Linked DNA regions of Mus musculus: all the other regions are linked to region 4. The links are chromatin contacts, called in public HiChIP or PLAC-seq and promoter capture Hi-C maps. All regions are on one chromosome and are shown on one strand. The core of a region is the stretch at or near the end of the contact, and the rest is flanking DNA. Distances in the headings are between cores, read along the strand shown. Region 1 has its middle 16 kb from the start of Gm36735. Region 2 has its middle 15 kb from the start of 4930512J16Rik. Region 3 has its middle 28 kb from the start of Gm1965. Region 4 holds the start of Txnrd3 (thioredoxin reductase 3).

The links. Promoter capture Hi-C pulls out the DNA fragments that hold promoters and counts their contacts. HiChIP or PLAC-seq counts read pairs in DNA pulled down with a chosen protein or histone mark.
Region 1: an H3K4me3 HiChIP or PLAC-seq map of the 230-238 cell line shows a contact between it and region 4, with 11 read pairs. The contact joins the enhancer-like site here to the promoter of Txnrd3 in region 4. A contact is called at or near these places in 8 of 39 promoter capture datasets (the 3T3-L1 cell line, the C10 cell line, the HPC-7 cell line and 4 more), 1 of 15 datasets of contacts at CTCF or cohesin (large pre-B cells), 7 of 484 Hi-C or Micro-C datasets (the HL-1 cell line, LSK cells, the N1E-115 cell line and 3 more), 9 of 115 datasets of contacts at active chromatin or transcription factors (the 230-238 cell line, bone marrow-derived dendritic cells, bone marrow-derived macrophages and 5 more) and 2 of 9 other capture datasets (adipose tissue and embryonic tail).
Region 2: a contact with region 4 is called in an H3K4me3 HiChIP or PLAC-seq map of the 230-238 cell line, with 12 read pairs. The contact joins the enhancer-like site here to the promoter of Txnrd3 in region 4. A contact is called at or near these places in 7 of 39 promoter capture datasets (the 3T3-L1 cell line, the C10 cell line, the SN4741 cell line and 3 more), 1 of 15 datasets of contacts at CTCF or cohesin (large pre-B cells), 3 of 484 Hi-C or Micro-C datasets (the G1E-ER4 cell line, embryonic stem cells and pro-B cells) and 4 of 115 datasets of contacts at active chromatin or transcription factors (the 230-238 cell line, bone marrow-derived macrophages, large pre-B cells and 1 more).
Region 3: a contact with region 4 is called in a promoter capture Hi-C map of liver, with 2.2 times the contacts expected there. The contact joins the enhancer-like site here to the promoter of Txnrd3 in region 4. A contact is called at or near these places in 12 of 39 promoter capture datasets (the 3T3-L1 cell line, 3T3-L1-derived adipocytes, the C10 cell line and 8 more) and 3 of 115 datasets of contacts at active chromatin or transcription factors (the 230-238 cell line and large pre-B cells).

Annotation. Positions count from the first base shown.
Region 1 is chr6:89,255,199-89,259,561 of GRCm38.p6, reverse strand. No RefSeq gene overlaps it. Among named protein-coding and RNA genes, the nearest start is that of Gm36735, 16 kb to the left of the region's middle. Within about 2 kb of position 1,256, at least 80 of the 459 cell types and tissues checked have an H3K27ac peak or open chromatin away from gene starts, as enhancers often do. A contact at or near this core is called in the 230-238 cell line, the HPC-7 cell line, the N1E-115 cell line and 4 more, where this site is marked.
Region 2 is chr6:89,298,133-89,303,018 of GRCm38.p6, reverse strand. No RefSeq gene overlaps it. Among named protein-coding and RNA genes, the nearest start is that of 4930512J16Rik, 15 kb to the right of the region's middle. Within about 2 kb of position 3,003, at least 10 of the 459 cell types and tissues checked have an H3K27ac peak or open chromatin away from gene starts, as enhancers often do. A contact at or near this core is called in the 230-238 cell line and pro-B cells, where this site is marked.
Region 3 is chr6:89,166,836-89,171,817 of GRCm38.p6, reverse strand. No RefSeq gene overlaps it. Among named protein-coding and RNA genes, the nearest start is that of Gm1965, 28 kb to the right of the region's middle. Within about 2 kb of position 2,402, at least 3 of the 459 cell types and tissues checked have an H3K27ac peak or open chromatin away from gene starts, as enhancers often do. A contact at or near this core is called in liver, where this site is marked.
Region 4 is chr6:89,641,660-89,646,648 of GRCm38.p6, reverse strand. It overlaps Txnrd3 (thioredoxin reductase 3), which reads right to left and starts at 2,661. Exons shown (of 16, transcript NM_001178058.1): 1 at 2,247-2,661. The coding sequence starts at 2,516.

The DNA of each region.
Region 1 (4,363 bases), core at 7-2,506, 390 kb after region 4:
TCACGCCAGCTCTTCTCTCCTCCTTCAGAGTTTGACCTAATTTCCACTCTGTCATTTTCTCCTCCACGCTGTGTCAGTTTCCCTAGGAGCTCCCAGGAACCCCAGTCCCAGCTAGCCATCTGCTCCTCCTTTCTCCTCTCTAGAGGGGATTCTGGTATAGCTTAGCCATCCCTGGGGGACTCAGGAGCAGCCCTGCCATGTACTAACCCTGACAGAAGGCAGGTTGGATGGCGATGGAACTCAGACCTGTCCAGGTAGGGTAGCTCATCTTAGATAAGAGCAGGCCCTAATGCTGGATGCTGGACACCTAGACAGCTGCTTTTGCAGAAGTGGGCAGCTTGATTCCAGCATGCTGCATCCCTGGCTTTCTGGGTCCCTTTAGTAAGCTCTGAACCTCTTATAACAGCACCGCCGCTCTACCCCAGGCCTCTCTTCCAGGTTCCCATTGCCATGATATCCTGTGGCCAGCGTAGTACTCCAGCCATCCAGATGGACTCCACTCTGTGTGAGGATCTGAATGAGGCCAAGCTCTGGGGAGCACATGAGTAGTACCCCACCCAGAAGATGAGCAGTGTCTGTCTCAGAACCCCTGGCCTGGGATCCGGGCCGGGGCCTCAATACACACAGTCACACAAATGGAGAAACCAGGCCTTCCGTAGACTATCTGCTTCCCCTATGAGCTGGAGACAGAGCCACCGTAGGCTCAGTCTTATCCTTGGAGTCCCTGGTAGGTGGAACTCCAGGGTGCAGGTTTCTAGAGACTTGTGGTCTTTCATGGTGTTTAACTTTAGTCTCCCTGATTCTTAACCCTAACCCAACCTTGGGGGAGTTCCCAAGTTACCTTCGGTCATGGTGTTTTAGAGCAGTAATAGAAAGCAAACTTTAATTTACTTCAGTTTATAACTAGCAGTCGACCATGAATTGAAGGCAGAGCCAGTATCCAAGGCAGGAACCCAGGGGCAGGAGCTGAAGAGGCTGTGGAGGAACACTGCTTGCTGACTTACTCCTCAGGCTGACATCCAGGTACATTTCTTCGACCTCCCAGGACTACCTGCCCAGGGGTGCCACCACTCATAGTAAACTGGGCCCTTGTACATTAACCATTTAGAAAATGCCTCACAGACTTGCCCACAGGCTAATCTTACAGCAAGCATCTTCTCAGTTGTGGTTCCTCTTTCCAGATAACTCTAGCTGAGTCAAAATAACAAAACTAATCAGGTCACCAGGCCTTAAGTCATCTGCCACAGCCCTGCCCCGCCTGCCCCAGCTCCAGCCCAGCTCTTCTCGTTGTTGCAGACACTGCAGAACAACAGCTACAGCTACTGTAGAAAGACTACGGTGCCTTCCTGGGCTCCCAACACTAATCAGCCAAGGCTGACCTGGAAGCCCAGTCAGGTCTGGCTTTCTTGAGCACAGAAGTCTATGTCCACCTAGGTGAACAGCAGCAAGATGAGAGAGGAGCCTATCTCAAGCCAGCAGCCTGCCTGTGGCATTCCCAGCCTCCTCACCCTGACTCCAGTGTCTGCAGTTCTGCTATTCAAGCACCGCCGCCCCCCCCCCCCAGCCCAATATCCTGCTCCTAAACCAGCCTCCAGGGAATTCAGGGTCTGGACCCAGCCCCCCTGCTTGCCCCTGGCCAAAGGTTCTGTAGCCACACAAGGACTTCATGGAGCTGCATGTCCCTTCAGGGTTGACACATCCCTTGTGGCATGTGGTATCATCATTATACAGCATTCCAAAGCGCAGATGCTGTCAGGAGCACTGGAAGAGTTTTAATTAGTGGATAACGTTCAACACTCCAGAGACTTCATGTGAAGTCATAGATGGCCAACTTCTCTGGAACCACTGGGAACAGGAGCCACACTGGCAAGTGGCAAGCCTGTGCTGGGTGGAATTGGTACTTAGACAGGATGTCATTACGTGAGCCACAGTTTCCTGACTTCCTGCAGTAGGCTACACCCAGGCTGGCTTCTGCCTGCACACCATACCGGTGTAGCCCTGTTGAGTTTGCGTGGTAGCCACTGGGGATGGCTACACATCCTCCAGAGGACTGACCTGTAAAACTGTCCATCCACGTATTTCCTCTACTTCTCCCTGGGCTTAACTTTCATCACAGGCCTCTGCGGTCCTTCTTTTCCAGAAGGGGTTTATTACTTACTCACATTTGGAATAGGCCCGGCCTTATGACTTGGTTTAGCCAAGGGGCACTGGGAAACATGCATAAGAACTTGCTGTCTGCAGAGGCTGCCATGGAGTGAGCCAGCCAACCATTGTAGGAGGATGAGAAGCTGAGGCTCAGCTAGGGAGCCTGGGCGTGAGCAATGGCCCCATCTATTAATCAAGGTATGGGAGAGCCTGGTAGAGCTGGGTTAGGTCTGTACCCAGATGCCCAGAGCTTGGTTCTTTTGAGCCTTAAGCTTCTAGACGGTGTGTTACATGATAGAAACTTGCTGATTCATTATGTTTATGTCACAGGTCAGCTGATTCTGCTGGAAAAAGGAAGTTAGGGCTCCTTTTCACGCTGGCCTTTTCCAGTACCAGCAGAGGATCTCAGGGCCCCTCTGGTTCTGTATGATGGGGTTCGCTTTCTAGTACCAGGCCCCTGGGAAGACTTCTGGGGGTCGCATCATCCTCTGCTGGGTAACGCTTGCTCGGTGTGCCTGTTTCCTGTTGGCCTTAATTATGGCAGCCCCCACACAGCTCACATCCCTGATGCTCTGTCCGTTGTCCTGTGCAGCACTCTGGCTTTCAGATGTCCCAGACACAGGCTTCTCAGGTCTCCACCAAGGCCACTGCCTGCCTCTTGCTGTGTACAGGCAGATCACTTTCAGCTCTTCCAACTGTTGAGAGTGTGGGGTGAGGTCTCACCTAGTAGAACAGACACTGTGAGTGACAGGAGATGTCTGCAGCAGTCTTGAGCTCCTTTGTATCAGTTTGTAGCACAGGTAGTGGGCATACACAACAGGAGCTTACCTGCTCATGCTCATAGGTGCGCCTGGCACACAAGGACATGCACAGTCCCTGTGAGCATCTATTTTCTTCTAGATGCTAGGTTTTTCCCATCCAGGGCAAGGCTAGCTTTGGGGTGGGGGGGGGGTCAGGATACCACCCATGGACCTGGAAAGAGCCTACCATTCAGAGGACATGAGATATTTCTAGTGGCTGATTAGAGAGGGGTGAGGGGATGCTGGCTAAGCAGGGGTGGGGCTCCATCCCTGTGTACTCTCTGCTCACCCCTCTGGCCCTGAAAACCTCTCCATACTATGTAGAGTGTGCTGTGTACTCTGCCAGACGTCAGTGAGCTGAGACACAACCTGAAAGTGACAGGTGCTTCTTGGCTGCGGGCGTGCCCCAGGCTGAGGCTGAATTGGCTGTTGCAGCCCCTGTTTCCTGGGCTAATTGGGGAAGGAGAAGGAAAAGGAGGGGCCAGAGGGGAAGATGCTGAGCTCTGGGCTCGGGCTAAAGGCAACAAGGCTGATTGTGAGAATGATAAGCTGGGAGTGGGGTGTGTGTGTGTGTGTGTCTTTGTGAGACATGGGAAAAGAGAAACAAGGGTATGGAAAAAGGCATAGAGAGAGGGACAAAGACAGATGCAGAGATACAGAGGGAAAAGAGGTCATCAGAGGTGGCCTCCCATCAGAGGATGGGAAACAGCAAGAGAGAAGAGACAAAGAGGAAATAGGAATGGGAAAGAGCAAAAAACAGAGAGACGACAGAGAGAGAGAGAGAGGGAGAGAGAGAGAGAGGGAGGGAGGGAGGGAGGGAGGGAGGGAGAGAGAGAGAGAGAGAGAGAGAGAGAGAGAGAGAGAGAGAAGAACGATATAGAGATAGACACACAGCAGGAACGTCCTGAATCTTCCCATGTCCACTAGCATGTGACTATAGGGGAGCCTAAGATATGATTCAGCCCAGTTGGTCATAGGCTCTGCTTCCCGCCTAACCTCTGTATCCTGCTGTGCCCCAACCCAGACCCTGGGTTCTTTGGCTGTCGGTCTGCCCCAGGCCTGGACCACACCTTGGGCACATGTACAGCTTCTGTAAACTCAACTCAAACTGAGGAGTGAAGCTCCCTTCCATAGGCTCCCAGGCTCTTCAGGAGAAGAACTCGTAAGAGAAGATTGTCTCTGTGATCTAGAAGGATGGTGCTCTCTCGATCTCAGTGCTCTGTGTGAATGCTGGGGTCCAGAGCCACAGTAGGTACATGCTAGATGCTGGGAGCTCAAGTCTGGGGAGAGGTTGCTGGGGAAGGGAAAGCAGCTTACATACCTCTGCAGAGTGTCCCTATTGGCTGGGATGTGTTACTACTGAAGACTCTGTCTACATCAGTTTAATAAGGACTAGAATGCCTCATGGGAGGTGCTGT
Region 2 (4,886 bases), core at 1,754-4,253, 340 kb after region 4:
AGGCCACTCATTCCAGTCTGCCCAAGCCAGTGGCTAAGTTCATGGGAAGGGGAGTCATGTGAGAGAAACGCACTGACAGAACCCGGAAGGAACGGGGATATCAGTCTCTGACCTTGAGGCCATGTTCCCACCCCTCTCCCCTGTATACCAGAACCACACCCTCAAGGATGGCAGTTGGTTGGACTGTCAGATCTCTCAGGGGATCCTGAGTCCCTGGGAAGAGGCCAAGGATACATACTAACAGTTTTCCCCTGCTTTTCTAGGGCTTTATGTCTATTGGCCCAAGGTTAGATGTTTGGCTACTTTTAACTGAAGTGATCCATTGCAGATGAACCAGAGTTCCTTCTCCCATGCCTTAGACTCCAGTTGAGTCCCAGGGTCCCCTCTCACACTCACTCCAGCTGAGTGGGGACCACTGGTGAAGAACCCAGATGATCCTCCAGCTTCCCAGTGGGGGCAATGAGAATCCTGTACTAGAGACCCCCATGCTTTATTCTATTTTAATAAGACTGTTACTAAAAACCTAGGAAGATACAGCAAAGAGGTGCATAGAACAAATGCCAAGGTGTAATACCTGTTCACCTTCCTGGGAACCAGGGCTGGGGATGCCTCAGCAGTCCACTTCCCCTTCTACAGGTGTTGACACGAGTTCTCCGATGTACCCTGTCACACACACACACACACACACACACACACACACACCCTTATACTCACATACATCCCACATAGGCCCATCCCATCCCCCCCATATACACACCCATACATTCCCATATATACACATATAGATATGTGTGTACAGATATACACATATGTATACATATATACACATACACATACCATACATGTACCTTTCTATTCACATACTCACCCTACATATACACACCTTCTCCATATACATCCACACACTCACACCTTTGCCCCCCCCCCGCATACACACCCATACATACCCCCATATACACCCTCAAACACACATACATTTCCATACACATTCCCATATATACCCCCTGAGCTGGATGGTTTTATGGTAAGCAGCATCCATCTTAGGCCTCTGCATTAGTTCCTGCCTTCAGGTTGCTCTCCTGTTTAAGTTCCTGCTTGAGTTCCTTCAGTGATAGACTACATTGTGGAAGTGTAAGCCAAATAAACCATTTCCTCCCCAACTTGCTTTTTGGTCATGAGGTTTTATTGCAGTAATAGAACTTAGTAAGACACTCTAATTAAGACACCCTCACATACACCCCTCTACATACACACCCACACATTCACACCACTACACACACACCATACACAAACACACCCTTCCTCCAGACACGCCTCCTCATAGACACGCCATACACATACTTATATACACACAGGTCTACACCTCCACACACACTCCTCCACAAACACTCACACACCATTTTCTCCTTAAGAAAGGAAAGAAAAACATGAGAAGAAAGAGAACTGCATCCCTATGTGCATTAGAAACAGGCTGGGCTCTGTGCATTAGTTACTGTGTTGTCGTGAGAAAATGTCTGACAGGAGCATCTGAAGGGGGGAAGGTTTACTTGATCTCAGTTTCACTCGCTTACAGCAGGGAGGGCAGGGAGGAGTGGCTGTGTGTGGATGACCAAGGGTGTGGCAGAGGCTGTTTACACACAGGACCAGGAAACAGAGAGGATACAACCAGGAGGATGGCTATGACAACCAAAGACCTAGCCCTACTGACCCACTTCCTAATGTCTCTTCAACCTCCCCAAGCAACTCCACCAGTTAGGGAACAAGTGTTCCACTGATGAACTTTTGGGAGAGACACTTGAGATTTGAACTACATGAGCTTTTGGGGGAGACACTTGAGATTTGAACTACGACTACGCAAACACTATTGTGCAACTTGCCCAATTGCCACGTTCTGGCCACGTCCTCACAGCACAGCAGATGGCTGGCTTCATCTGGGGCTTTCATACAGCCCTTCTTTGTCGGGAATGGAATTAGGGTCCCCTATCTTTCTATTTTATTTTCCCAAATACTTTGAAAGTGGAGCTCAGAGCTCTTTCATGTGGAGTAAATTCTGCTCTCAGGCTTTGGAGGAAGACCTCCATGGAGGCCAGAGCCTGGGTGGTGGTAGGTGGGGGTCCCCTGGGACTCAAGACACCTTCTGTAGTGTCAGAGGCTCAGCAAACCAGTCTTCTGCCCGTGGTGGCTGCTGAACTGTAGGAGGAGAGACTGGGTGGGCCTTAGGCCAAGGACAACTCCCACACACTGTGGCACGGTGATCCCGAGGTACCACGAACCACTCAGCAGGAGCGTCCCAGTGAAGCTCCTTGAACAGTCCTTAAAGCTGTGGGCCATCCAGGGCCACCATCAACTTTCAACTTCCCTTGATCCTCCCACTGTGAAGAGCAGCCACGGATGGAGCCAGTGACATGAAGGGTCCCAGAGAGACAAAAGTTAAGAATTCAGCAAGACCTAGGAATAGACACCATCATGTCTGACATGGATTTAGAAAGAAGAGATTCGAGATTTTAAGAAAGGGGAGAGTTTTCACATGTAGAGAATGGGAAAAGGTAAGAAGGTAATGTTGAAGATGGAGAGATAGAAACCATGCAGCCAGTGGCGTCCCATGGAAGGCTGCAAAGGAGCAGGGATTAAGGAAAAGACTGCTTAAGGAGATGAAACTGGAGATGGAAAATGAGGGTCAAGGGCTGAGATGCTACGAGTAAAAATGCGTTTGCAAAATGGAGAGAAAAACACAGAGGCAACCCAGCCTGTTCCAGGCTAAGCCGCCTGGCCTGGGGAAGGAGAGCAGACCACGGTCAGCTGCGGGGAGACTACGAGAGAGATCGATGGTGCACCAGTCAATAAGACAAAGCCGAGGTAACAAGCTAGAAAGCCACAGAGTTCCTCCTTCCTGTGAAGAGGAAAACTTCCTGCCAGAACCGACCCTTCTGGGCAGCTGGACCCTGTGGCCTGCATCCTGTACCGCAATGAGTTCTTAGAACTGGCTGACTATGAGTCTGCTGATGTGCCAGCGTCCACAGCCCAGCAGGGATGTGAGCAGTTTCAGTTCCCTCGGATCCTAGCGACATCCACTCAGGTGAAGTCAGGTCCTTGACTACACCCAAGCAAAAAAGTAATTTGGAGATAAGCCAGAGTGAAGAGAGTTGGTGAGTTTCTAAGCAGAAAAGAAGATGACAAGAGGACACACTTCAGGCAGCAGAGCAGTGTTTGGAGGGACACATGGGAAAAAGACAGGCTACACCCAAGCAAGGCTGTAAGGCACTCTTAGGAGAATTTAGAATGGTTTCATTTGATCCTGGGGTTTACCAAGTCACTCACCCAAAGGGTGTGCTTTACAGTAAGGCTTAAAGATTAACAGTGTTTAAATCTAAGCATAGAGATAGGCACTGGCTCACTTTTCTCTTTCCTGAAGGAGTAAAATTACCAGAGAGCCCCGTTTTGCTTTAGATGAGAGAAACACTCAGCGTCAAACTCCAGGTGACAGACTTTCTGTCCCCATACAAGCAGAACGTACTGTTTTCCACAGCCTTGTGAGAGTTGTCTCTGAGGAAAGCAGGCATTATCTCTGTGGGCAATTTGATTTTATCGGTTCTGTTGAAGCTTCCGAGTGCTCAGTCAGCAGGAAGGCAACCTGGGCCCCAGGATGAGGGACTTCTTCCATTCCTCAGGCCCCTTAATTTCCCACCTTCTGTCTTCCATTAGCATCTAAAATTCAGAAACTTAGGTTGGGATTTGGATGAGCCCAGCAGACGGTAGCTAGAAGCTGCTCCTCTCCTGTGCCGTTCAGTGCAAGACAAGGACACGAGAGGCCTTGTCTAGACCAGGGCCGAATGACAGCCAACATCACTGCCTTGGCTTGTGCCAGATACTGGGCTCAAACTTCCTCAAAGAGAAAATATCCAGGGAGCACCATTCTCCATGCCGACCCCCACCCCTACCACTACGCCACCTCCGTCCCCCACTCCCCACCTCCACACTGACTCTCCACCTCCCTGCTCCTGAAAGATGCATAGCTTCTGAAAATTTCATCAAAACACTGGCCTCTGGTCACAGGCATGAGGAAGCCGGGGGTGGGGGTGGGGGTGGCAGTGGTGGAGTCCAGGCATCCTGCTGTTGATCAAGCCGGACTGCCCAGGATGTTGCAGGGGTGGGGCCGGGTGGAGAGCCTAGTGTGTACATTGCAGTGGGGAAGGGGGCAGAAAATATGCTGTACCAGCTTTCTGGGTCCATGGGCAATGTAAATGGCAATGTGGGTACCCGGTGCAGGAGGCACAGGGGACAGGACATTCAGGGTCCCAGGCCTGTAACTGCCATGGTTCCATTTACTCCTTACCCTGGCACTTGGTGGATATTAAAGAACCAAAATCATGCCCTTAGGTGGCTTTAGAATAGGTGGTATGTAGGGAACACACCTGTGTCCCCACTGTGCGGACAGAGACCTCATTCCCTTGTCTGAGCTGATTTGAAGATATCAGCTATTCCTCAAAGTGTGCCTGCAGTGAGCAGGGTACAGCTTTAGGTCTTGCCAACAGAAAGAGCCTGCCCAATTTGGTAAGGAAAACCATTCAAAGAAGCATAAAGAGGTTGCCTTCTTTGGGCAGGTTGTTCTGTGACTAGAGCACAGGAGCTTGCAAACATGCATATGCATGTATGTGCATGTGTGTGCATATGAGTATTTATGTGTTTGTGTTCATGCATGTGCATGTGTTTATGTGTCTGAGTAGATGTGTATGTGTGAATGTGTGTGCATGTGAGTGATAATGTGTTGTGCATGTGTGTGCGTGCGTGTATATGTGTGTGTGTGTGTGTATGTGTCTGCCTGTCTGTCTGTGGAGAAGGAAGTATAGTATAAGTATAGGGTCCTGTGCCCTCTGGGTTGCTCAGGC
Region 3 (4,982 bases), core at 1,153-3,652, 470 kb after region 4:
CAGCCCAGAACTCCTGCCTCTTTCTCCTTCCCTAGCCCTATGCTCTGAGCCCCCAGCCCAGCCCCTAGAACACCTTCATACCTCCAGTTTTCAGGGTTTTACCCGGGCGCCTTCTCTTTTAAGTCTCCGTGGTTCATCTGAGCTCTCCAGAAACACCCCACACGGTGTCCCTTTGGCCAGGGTCCATGCTCTACTGTCTTAAAGATTTTCAGTCATAAACCCCTTAGCTCTCATCCACAGTCTTAAAACAGACCCTTGCATTCATCTTCACTGACATATCTGCAAGATGCCCTCCTAGAGTTTTGGTGTTGTTCTACTCCATCAGAAAAGGCCATTTCTACCAGCTTCTGTACTGGCCCAATAGCGTCTCATACCCCTGGTTGGTCAGAAGCAACCTACCTCAGGAAACCTTGCTGTGGTGGGGGGCTGTGCATCTGAGCCCTCCAGCATAAAATTTACAACCTGCCTCAGAACAACTCTCAGCCAGAATCGGACCTCCAGAAGACAAAGAGCAAGAAGTGTAGCTTGAGAGACTTTCCCAGTACTGTGGACTCTGATGTATTCTCCCTTGGTTCCCAGATTGTCAGGAACTGTCCCCTGGGTGCTGCCTCCCAATTCTTAAAGTTTTTTCCCCCAGGGCATTCCACTGTGCCAAGGTGGTGACAGGACTCTCTATTGTTGCCTCTAAGAAAGGACCCCATCACCTACCCCCATCCTCTATTTCTGCCCTGTCCTGCCCTGCCCTCAGATGTCAGTTCTAGCCTTTCAAATGATGTGAGACCACCCTCCCAATGCCCTATAATGTGTCCTTCCCCCTTAGCACAGACCACTGTCACTCCTGGAATCACCCTGCTGCATTATGCAATAAAGTGTTCTCTACTTTCTGGTTCTTGTCTCATTTCTTTATACAGGGAATTAGCATTGGCGTAGAAAGAAGAAAGGAGGCTGGAGGGAGGGAGGCTGCAGGAACCATCACTCTTTTTCATGTGCTTTAAATGACTTCTCACTCATGTGATTGTTTTTTACCTGCTTGTTTGAGACATAGTGTCTCTACATAGTCCTGGCTCTCCTGTAATTCACTCTTGCAATCATGTTAAGCTTGAACTCAGAGATCCATCTGCCTCTCTCCCCAGTGCAGGGATTAAGGGCCTGAGCCACCACACCATACTTTATATATTGATTGGTTTTTGTTTTGTTTTATTTTTTAGGGTTTTTGTTTGTTTGTTTTTTTTTTTTTTTTTTTTTTTTGATTCGCCTGAAACATATTTGGTGTCTCAATGTTTTGCACTTTTTCAAATGTCCTTTTGGAGATTCAACAACCTACCTCTAATCTACATGTCGTCCATGTAAGAGCATGGAAAATGGAAGATTCTTCCCTATTCTGTGTCCTTTGGCCTCATGACCCAGTCCTCTCCTTCTCTGGGATTGGAGCCTATTTGGGGGCACAGGAGGAGGCAGCAGCATGCAGGTGTATAGTGAATCTCAGCGGAGACCTCCAGCTTTGCAGGCTAAACAGCTACCAAATGCTCAATTCTTGCAATCTGAGGCAGCCCATCTTGGATTTGTAGCACCCCAGCCATTGAGTCATTTGAAGGAAAGAATAAATCTGTGTACACACATATGCACAGAGAAGCACCCAAAGTGCCTCTCCTGAAGGCCTCACAGGGTCACTCAGTTTCAGGTAGGAACACTTTTACCTCTTTCTCCTTCTTTAGCCTTGACTAAAAGTGCCAGTGTCTTGTGGGATAAGCTAAGCAGAGCTAGGCCTTCAACTCCTGTATAACCATGTCCATTGAACGATTGAGTCTTGGTGTCCAGGCCATATCCACCACTCACCTTGAGACTATACCAGTGGCCACAGCAGTCTTCTTGTGGCAGACAGCCATAGACACAACTTCTAGATCTAGGTAGGTTCAAGGCAACACCTCCTGAAAAACAGAACCAGACTTTGGTGTAGAAACATCACCAGCATAGTGTTAGGAAGCCCAAGTCAACAAGACGGGTCACACAACACCATTTAAATGCACCTTGCAGGTTTGATTTATTGTCTGTTTGTTTTGAAACAGAGTGTTTCTACATAGCCACGGCTTTCCTGGAATTCACTTTGGCAATCAGACTGAGTTTGGACTAAAGATCCATCTGCTGGGATTAAAGTCCTTACCCACCCTGTCCTGCCTTACATACTTTTTTTTTTTTTTTTAGGATTCACCTGAAACATGTTTGGTGTCTCAACATTTTACACTTTTTCAAAACTCACATCAGAGATCCCAGCAAGCCTACATGTAATCTATATGTAAGGCTGTGTAAGTACAGGGACGATGGAAGCTTCTGTCCTCTGCCTGCTACCTTTGGCCTTTTGACCTAAGCTAGCCAAGCAGCCTAGCAGGTACAACTCAGGTGTAACCATCTCCATTGAGTGATTGACTCTTGGTGTCCCAGGCCATACCCACCATGCATCTTGAGGCTATAAAAGGGCACACAGCAGCCTTTTGTTTGCAGACTGCGGTAGACACAGCTTCTAGTTCAAGGTAGGAGTCAGGGCAAGCCCTCTCAAAGAACAGTCCAGAGACTTTAGAGAAGTTTTCTCATCAGCATGTTGTGAGGAAGGCCAATCCAGGAAAATGAGTCACACAAGACACACAGCCTGTTTGGTAATCTAGGAAGGTTCTTTCTCAGCCTGTGGAGGTAGGCTCCTTCTAGGGCAGGTTTTGGTTGTGCTGAGTTGAAGAGCCCTGTCTTCCCATCCTATTGACTAGAACTCTGAGTATAGTGCCGTGCTGGGGCTGGGGGAATGAATGATCTAGGTCCTCTCGAAGCTCATGCGTAGCAGCGAGGTTCCCACTGGGGTTTCTGGTGGATGACATGGGGGGATTGTAAAAGGAATGGCACCTGGAGGATTGTGCTTTACCCCTGTGGTTCTCAGGATGGATCCCTGGCTCTCGCCCACTGGAGGCCCTTGGCAGACCCTGAGCCCTCAGCTCCTTTGATCCTATGACTTTGTGTTGTAAGAAAGGGTCTCTCAGAAGCAGGCAGGCTGGCCTGGGATCTAGGCCTGGAGCTTGTCCTATAGGTCAGGTAGATGATGAACTTGGGGTCCTCCTGCCTCAGAGGTTGTGTTTAGGTGCCCAGACAGGTGTGGCTTCCTGGCTGCTTTGGGCATTGGCCCCTGCAGTGACCCAGTCCCACACCCACAGGCTCTGCCCCTGACTCTGGTCTCCTCTTCAGTTTTTCATCTCAGAACAGCTTCTTGGTCTTGGCCTCTTCTTCAAGCTCTTACAATCATCTTTCTCTCTTCTTCATAGACAGGTTGGAGCCCCTAAGGGCCGTCATGATGGGTGACCAGAATGGAAAATGCTCTCAGACTCCCAATTCAGACAGCCTGTTCCCTTCAGAGATGAATGAAGAAGCCCCAGTCGCAGAGCCAGTGGGAGGGAGAGTGCTGGAATACACCAATCTATCTTGTGATGTTTGTATGGCTGCTCACTTGTTTGTTTTGATAAAGATTCTGTCTTCATAGACCTGGCTGTCTTTTAACTTACTGTGTAGAGCAAGGTAGTCTTGTACTGACAGACCTAACTTTCTGTGTTTCCCTATGCTTGCCTTAGAGGACTTTGCTTTAATGTTCCCTATGTTCTCCTTTAATTTCTTCTTCTTGCCCTCTCTTAGTAGTTTGTGGACTTTTCCTTGGGTGCTTCTGTAATTACTATGTTTATTGCTCAGACATGAGCAATGTTGCATAGACTTTTAAGATCAGTCATGCTTGGTTTCTAGGCTTTGACTGTGTTTTTCAGTTATTTGGAGATTCTTAGTTGAAAATGCTCATCCAAAATATTCAAGTATTGCTTCACTTATACCTGTATTAGTTTCTTTAGTAATTCTCTGAGAACATCTCATCACCAAGGCAACACAGAAGGAAGAAGTTAATGATGGTGTCCAATTTCTGAGAGATAATGATTTGTAATGGGAAAATTGGAAGATTTGGCTGGGGCAGGAAGCTGGGAGTTCACATTTCAAACTGCTATCAGGTAGCAGAGACAGTGAACTGGGATTGGAATGAGGCTTTCTACCCTCAATGCTCTTCCTCTGTGACATCTTTCCTTGATCAAGGGTACATTCCTCTTACACTTTCCCATGAGCACCAACAACTGGTGACCAAGTATCTAATCATCTGAAGCCTGTGGATCATTATCATCCAAACTACCTCAAATGCTGTGCTGGCTAAATTTAAGTCAATTTGATACCTGCTAGTGTCATTTTAGATGAAGAAAGTTCAATTGAAAAGATGTTCCCATCAGATTGGCCTGTAGGCAAGCCTGTGATGCACTTTCTTAGCTGATGATTGGTGTGTGATAGCCCAGTCCACTATGAGTTGCGTCTCCTCTGGACTGCTGGTCCTCCTGGTAGAAGAAAGCAAACTGAACAAGCCATGATGAGCCAGCCAGGCCTCTGCTTCAGTTCTTGCTTTCAGGTTCCTGCCTTCGGTTCCTGCTCTGACTTCCTTCAGTGATGGAGTGTAACCTGAGAGTTTTAAGGTGAAATAAACCCTTTCCTTCTCATGTTGTTTTATCACAGCAAAATAAACCCTAACACTTAAGTGGAAACTTCTGGTGTCTTTGGAAAGTCAGTTGTGTTTGGATGGTATTTTGCTGGGGCAAACACATGAAGGAGTATTTTCCCGAAATGGACACAGATATGAAAGGCTAAGGCAGACTTGTGAAGGAACGCTTCACTGAAGCATACACAAGGAATGGATGTTCTGCTAAAGCAAGCAAGTGAAAGGACACATTATAGATTCTTTGCTAACAGCATGTATTGGTCTGCCTTATGCTGTATAGTTGAGCTCCATTTGTTGGGACTCCATAGAGAAAAATGCACCAAACATTTTTGGTGTTGTGCTGCAGTTTCTTTCTGCTTCCTTGGAATTGGGCTGATTGGCAGAGTGATGCCAGCTGAGACAGACTCCCGTGCTGAGGCAAGGCATG
Region 4 (4,989 bases), core at 1,412-3,911:
TGCGAGATTTCCCAACATGTAACCAAAGGATTAGTATTTATAATAAGTAAAGAAAACCTACAAATCAGCACAACAAAAGAAAAACAAGAAGAAAGTGGTCTTAATGGTTCACAAAAGAAAACTCCTCAAGGCAGTCATAACACGTAGGCTTCATTAGGGAGATGAAAATTTCAACGGAAGAGCATTACCTAGCAGAACTGAAAAAGTGGAACACAGCAGCTGTCAGCAAGGCTGGAAAGCAAGAACAGGGACACACTCACCACCAGAGGCCAAATCAGTATACTTGAAAACGCCCTGCCGCTGGGATGACTCCATGAATCAATGAAAGACGCCCATCGCTTCTGGGCTTTTGGCAAAGATCACATATGGCTCAAAAGCAATTAGGTAAGTTGGCCAGGGTGTGCTCCCAGATGTGTCCAAAGAAAGGTATCTACCCATATTGCTTTTAAGATCAAAATATTAAGCCAGTTGTAGTGGCTCATGCTATAATCCCCACACTTGGGAGACCGAGGCAGGAGGATTACCCCAAGTTCATTGTTAGCCTAGGGAACATCACAGCAGTGAGAGGTAATGAGACAGAGCCACAGGTCCTAACATGCACGAGTCCCCAAGCCAAACTGCAGAGGAAACAGCTGTAAAACATGTGAGTCGACTCACATAAGGCCCATGCAGGCCAAAAGAACAGAGCTCTGTTAGTGAAGAGCAGCATCAGGTACCTCTCCCAGGTGAATAAGGAATGTGGCTAACCCTGGGGGGAGGGAGGAAGCAGCCTGTAGTCTCCACGCTGCCATCCACATTTTATTAGTTTTTAAAATGAATGCATATTTTTAATGTATGTGTGACTGTGTCTGTGTGTATCTTTGCATGCAGGTGCACTTGCAGCTACAGAGGCCAGAGGTCAACCTCAGCTATCATTCTCGAAAGATTTGTCTGTCTACCTTCTTTCCAGTAACTCCTCTTACTGGCCTGACGCTTACAGGCTGTGTAGCCTGGACTTACACTGTCTTACACTGAGGTAAAGTGCACTCCACTATGCCATCTGTTTTAATACGAGTTCTGGGGATGGAACGTTGGTCCTGGAGCTGGCACCATTTCATCCCGTTTCTTGTGGTAGCACTCTTAATAGGAGCCCAGGCTGGCCTTGAATACATGATCCTTCTGCCCAAGCATCTATTTTTTTTTTCATTTAAATTGTGCTAGAAATGGAAGCCAGGGCCTTGCTCCCACTAAGTTACACACCTGGCCTTTATTGTTTCAACTTTCTCATAATGTTAAGTAAACATCAAGATATTGAACAGCCCCATCTTGCATCTTCCTTCCAAAGATTTCAATAAGAATATTTTTATCTCATAATATGAAAACAATGTCGAATGCCCACCCAGCCCCAAATTACAGAGTGTGCAACAGAGCTTAAACTAGCCACGACTTCCATGGTTCTTAAAACCTCCTCTACCTTCATCTTACAAGCTCCCTGCTAGTTCTGAAACCTGGTCAAGGAGCCAAACATGCTAGTTAACAAATGGGATCTAGATCCAGCTTCAGCTAGCCACGCAATCCTATTTTAATAAGACAACAATTTTAAATATTTTTTGGTTGTTCTTTTTTTTTTTTTTTTAACTAAAGCCCATTATCAGGCTGGAAAGCAAATGTTTCCCTAGATGGCAACCTCCCGGGACCCCGTAGTGAGTCAGAGAAGGTAGGCAATGAAACCTGGGAAAGTGCTACAAAAGCCCTACTCCGTCCACCTTCAGGCCCCGCCCACCTCCCATATGTCAGCGCAGGACCGCCCGCCCACTAAGTTCCACCCAAACCCTCCCTTACCCCCCACCCCCCATACACTAGGTCCCACCCACAGAGTTCCACTCAGACCCTCCCTATTAGCCCCTCCCACCAGGACCCCCTTCCACGGTTCCAATCCGCCCAATGAGCCCCGCCCAGACCCTATTCCGGTTACGCCCATCAAGCACCCTCCACAGACCTCCGCTTCGCCCCACCCACCAACCTTGCTCAGACCCCGCCCACCAGGCGCTAACTACTGAGCCCGGGGTTCGCCCGGCTCACTGCTCAGACCTCTGATCAGTCCCCAGATCCGGCTCACAAACTTACCCAGCCTCTTTATCGACGCTCCTCCCCGCCCGGCCCACCCTGTCCTGGCTTCACCTTCACTTCCCTCCTCCCACCGGGATTGCTTAGACCCTGCCCATCAGGCCACGCCCCAGAGCTCTGCTACGGCCGGCCCCGCCTACCCGCGTGCTGTGTGGACAGTAACTCTTGCTGAAGATCATCACCCTGTTGCCCTCGATGAGGTCCCGCAGGCGGCGCCGCAGCTCCTCGCGGGCCTCAGAAGACGGGCGGCTGGTCCCAGGGGAGGCCAGGCGGGCGCGGCGGCCGGGTGGCGACGACATGAGGCCGCCACGGACAGCACCCAGGCGGCGGTTGGGGAGGACTCCAACCTTCCCCAGCCCGGGCGAGGTCTGCGCCCGAGGAGGCGGCGGCGGGGACGGTGGCTTCTCCAGGGCTTTGTTGTCGCTCCGGGCCGAGCCGGGCCTGCTGAGGAACCGGGACGCGGGCGGCCGCCTAGGGGACGACGCCGGCAAAGCCGCTGAGAACTTGAGAACGCTACGCACTGGCCGCGGGCGCACCGGACAGCTACGGGGCCACGCCCCCGACCGCGCGACCCACGGAGAGGGCCCGCCTACCGACCGGCCACGCCCCCGGGAAAACTTTGCCCCACCTCCAGGCCTCCACAGGGCTAAGCTACGCCCCCTTAGCTCAGCCTGGTGAGCCTGCAAACTACTCTGTCTACCACCCAGTGGCACAGTGGCAGTCACTTGCCATTTTCAAAGGTGCGGAATCAAGCTTGTATGCTCTGCTCTTCTTGTAATTACTGTTTTCATTATCGTTTTACCACAGTTTTTGACACCCAGAGGCCTCTCTACAGTTCCTTCCGCTCCTGATTCTCCACCAATCTCAAAATAGGTGCTTTTCAGGAAGGGTAGATGTCTCCACTTTATTTCAGAAAATGTGACAAAAACCTTGTCTAGGAAATACTGATTCTTTTTTAATTTGCACTACTGAAGCTGAATAAAAATTACTATTGCAATTCAGTTTCAATATGAGGTTCCTAGGTTACTACCTCCCCAACCCCTCAACCCACACACACCCTCAGCAATTCACTGTGACAGTGTACTGCTTAGTTTTTGTCAACTTGGAGCATACTAGAGTCACCTGGAAAGAGACTCAACTGAGGAAATGCTTCCTTCAGATTGGCCTGTAGGCAAGCCTGTGGAATATTTTCTGATTAATGATAAATGTGGTGGCATCAGGCCCACTGGGGAGGGGGTGCCACCCTTGGGCAGGTGGTCCTAGGTGGTAAGAGAGCATGCTGAGTGAGCTATCGAGAGCAAGCCCACGAGCAGCAGTCAGCTTCTGCTCCTTCTTGGGTTTTCTGACTTCCCCCAATAATGGAGTGTGACTTGGGACTTTTCCCAAATAAACCCTTTCTTCCTCTAAGTTGTTTTTGGTTAGTGTTGTTATCACAGCAACAGGAAATAACTAGGGCACAATGGATTCTCAAGCCATCCCCAACACAGGAACCATTTGGAAAGAAGGTCAAATAAGAACAGGCGGTATGCAAACATTTTATCAACTGAGCCCTCTCCCTGGGCTCACGTTTTAAAGTTATTGCTGTAAGCAGCCCTTCTGAAGTTCAGCTTCCTGTAAATGAGCAGAGGCACGGACTCTAATTAGTGGCCACTGTTAGTCAGTTAGCTGGACTATCCTTAGCACCTGTGGTCTGGAACGCCCACTCCACAGAGGCCTTGAGGAAAACTGCATGGCCAGTGTATCTGGTGCCTGTCTGAAGGGCAGGCTCAACCAGGGCTGCTTCAAACATTTGAGCCAGACTTGTTATCACCAACCCTTGAACCCTAGAAGACCCTACTAAAACTCAAATCTTTTTCACTTGCAACCCTTTTTAACCTGAATGATTTCACATGATCTCAAAAGTACATTCAACAGATTCACAAACATTTACTGGTAATAAATCATAATGAATTTAATTTTTAGGAAAATCTTAGGTACCTTTATAATTTCACCCTTTATTAAAGATGAGAGCAAATTTACATTCTAATGAGATGGATGGATAGGGTTGTTTGTTTTTACATAAAACAAATCTTGGCTGAAAATTCAATACCATAGAAGGTAGAACATTGTCACTGTTTTTCATAATTGATCAATATTTTAATTTTATAATTGTCAATACCGAGAGTGTTGCTTTGCATAAATACAAAGAGTGTTTAGAGCTATCTTAGAAATGGTTGGAAGTTCTGCTCTAATCCCAAGCCAACACTCATTTAACATTTTTTTTTTATGAAACTTAAGTATGCAGCTCAAATAGCAATTTTTGAAATCAAACATTCTAACACAATACAAATCTAAATATATACTAATTTGTTCCTTACATGCTGAGGAACGCTGGGAGGAAAATATTAAAATTCTTTGTTTTCTGTAATTAAATCATTCGTTTTTATAGCAACAGAAAAATCTGCTGTAGACTTAAGAACACTGCCTTGCACAGTATTGCCGTCTTCCATTCTAAGGCATGGTGTTTCAGGCAGTGTTTGTGGGCTGTGTGCAGGTTTGATGGCATGCACAGGGCAACAGGCGCGCATGCATTGTGTTTGAAACCGAGGCTGTCTCACTGAAGTCAGGTAACAACACTGGCAAGGCCTAACTGGCAGAATCACCTTTGATTCATTGTGTTTTGATTTTGAATTGGTTGTTGGGCTTTCACAAACCTCAGAAAATGTAGGAGGGTAGCTCTCGAATGTGTGGAGTACATGTATGTATGCCACATGTATACAAGGACCCATAGATGTCAGCCGTGGTGTCAGACCTCCTGGAACTGGAATTGCAGATACTTGGAAGCTACCATGTGCATGCTGCGAACCAAACCCAGGTTCTCTATAAGAACAGTGAGTGCTCTTC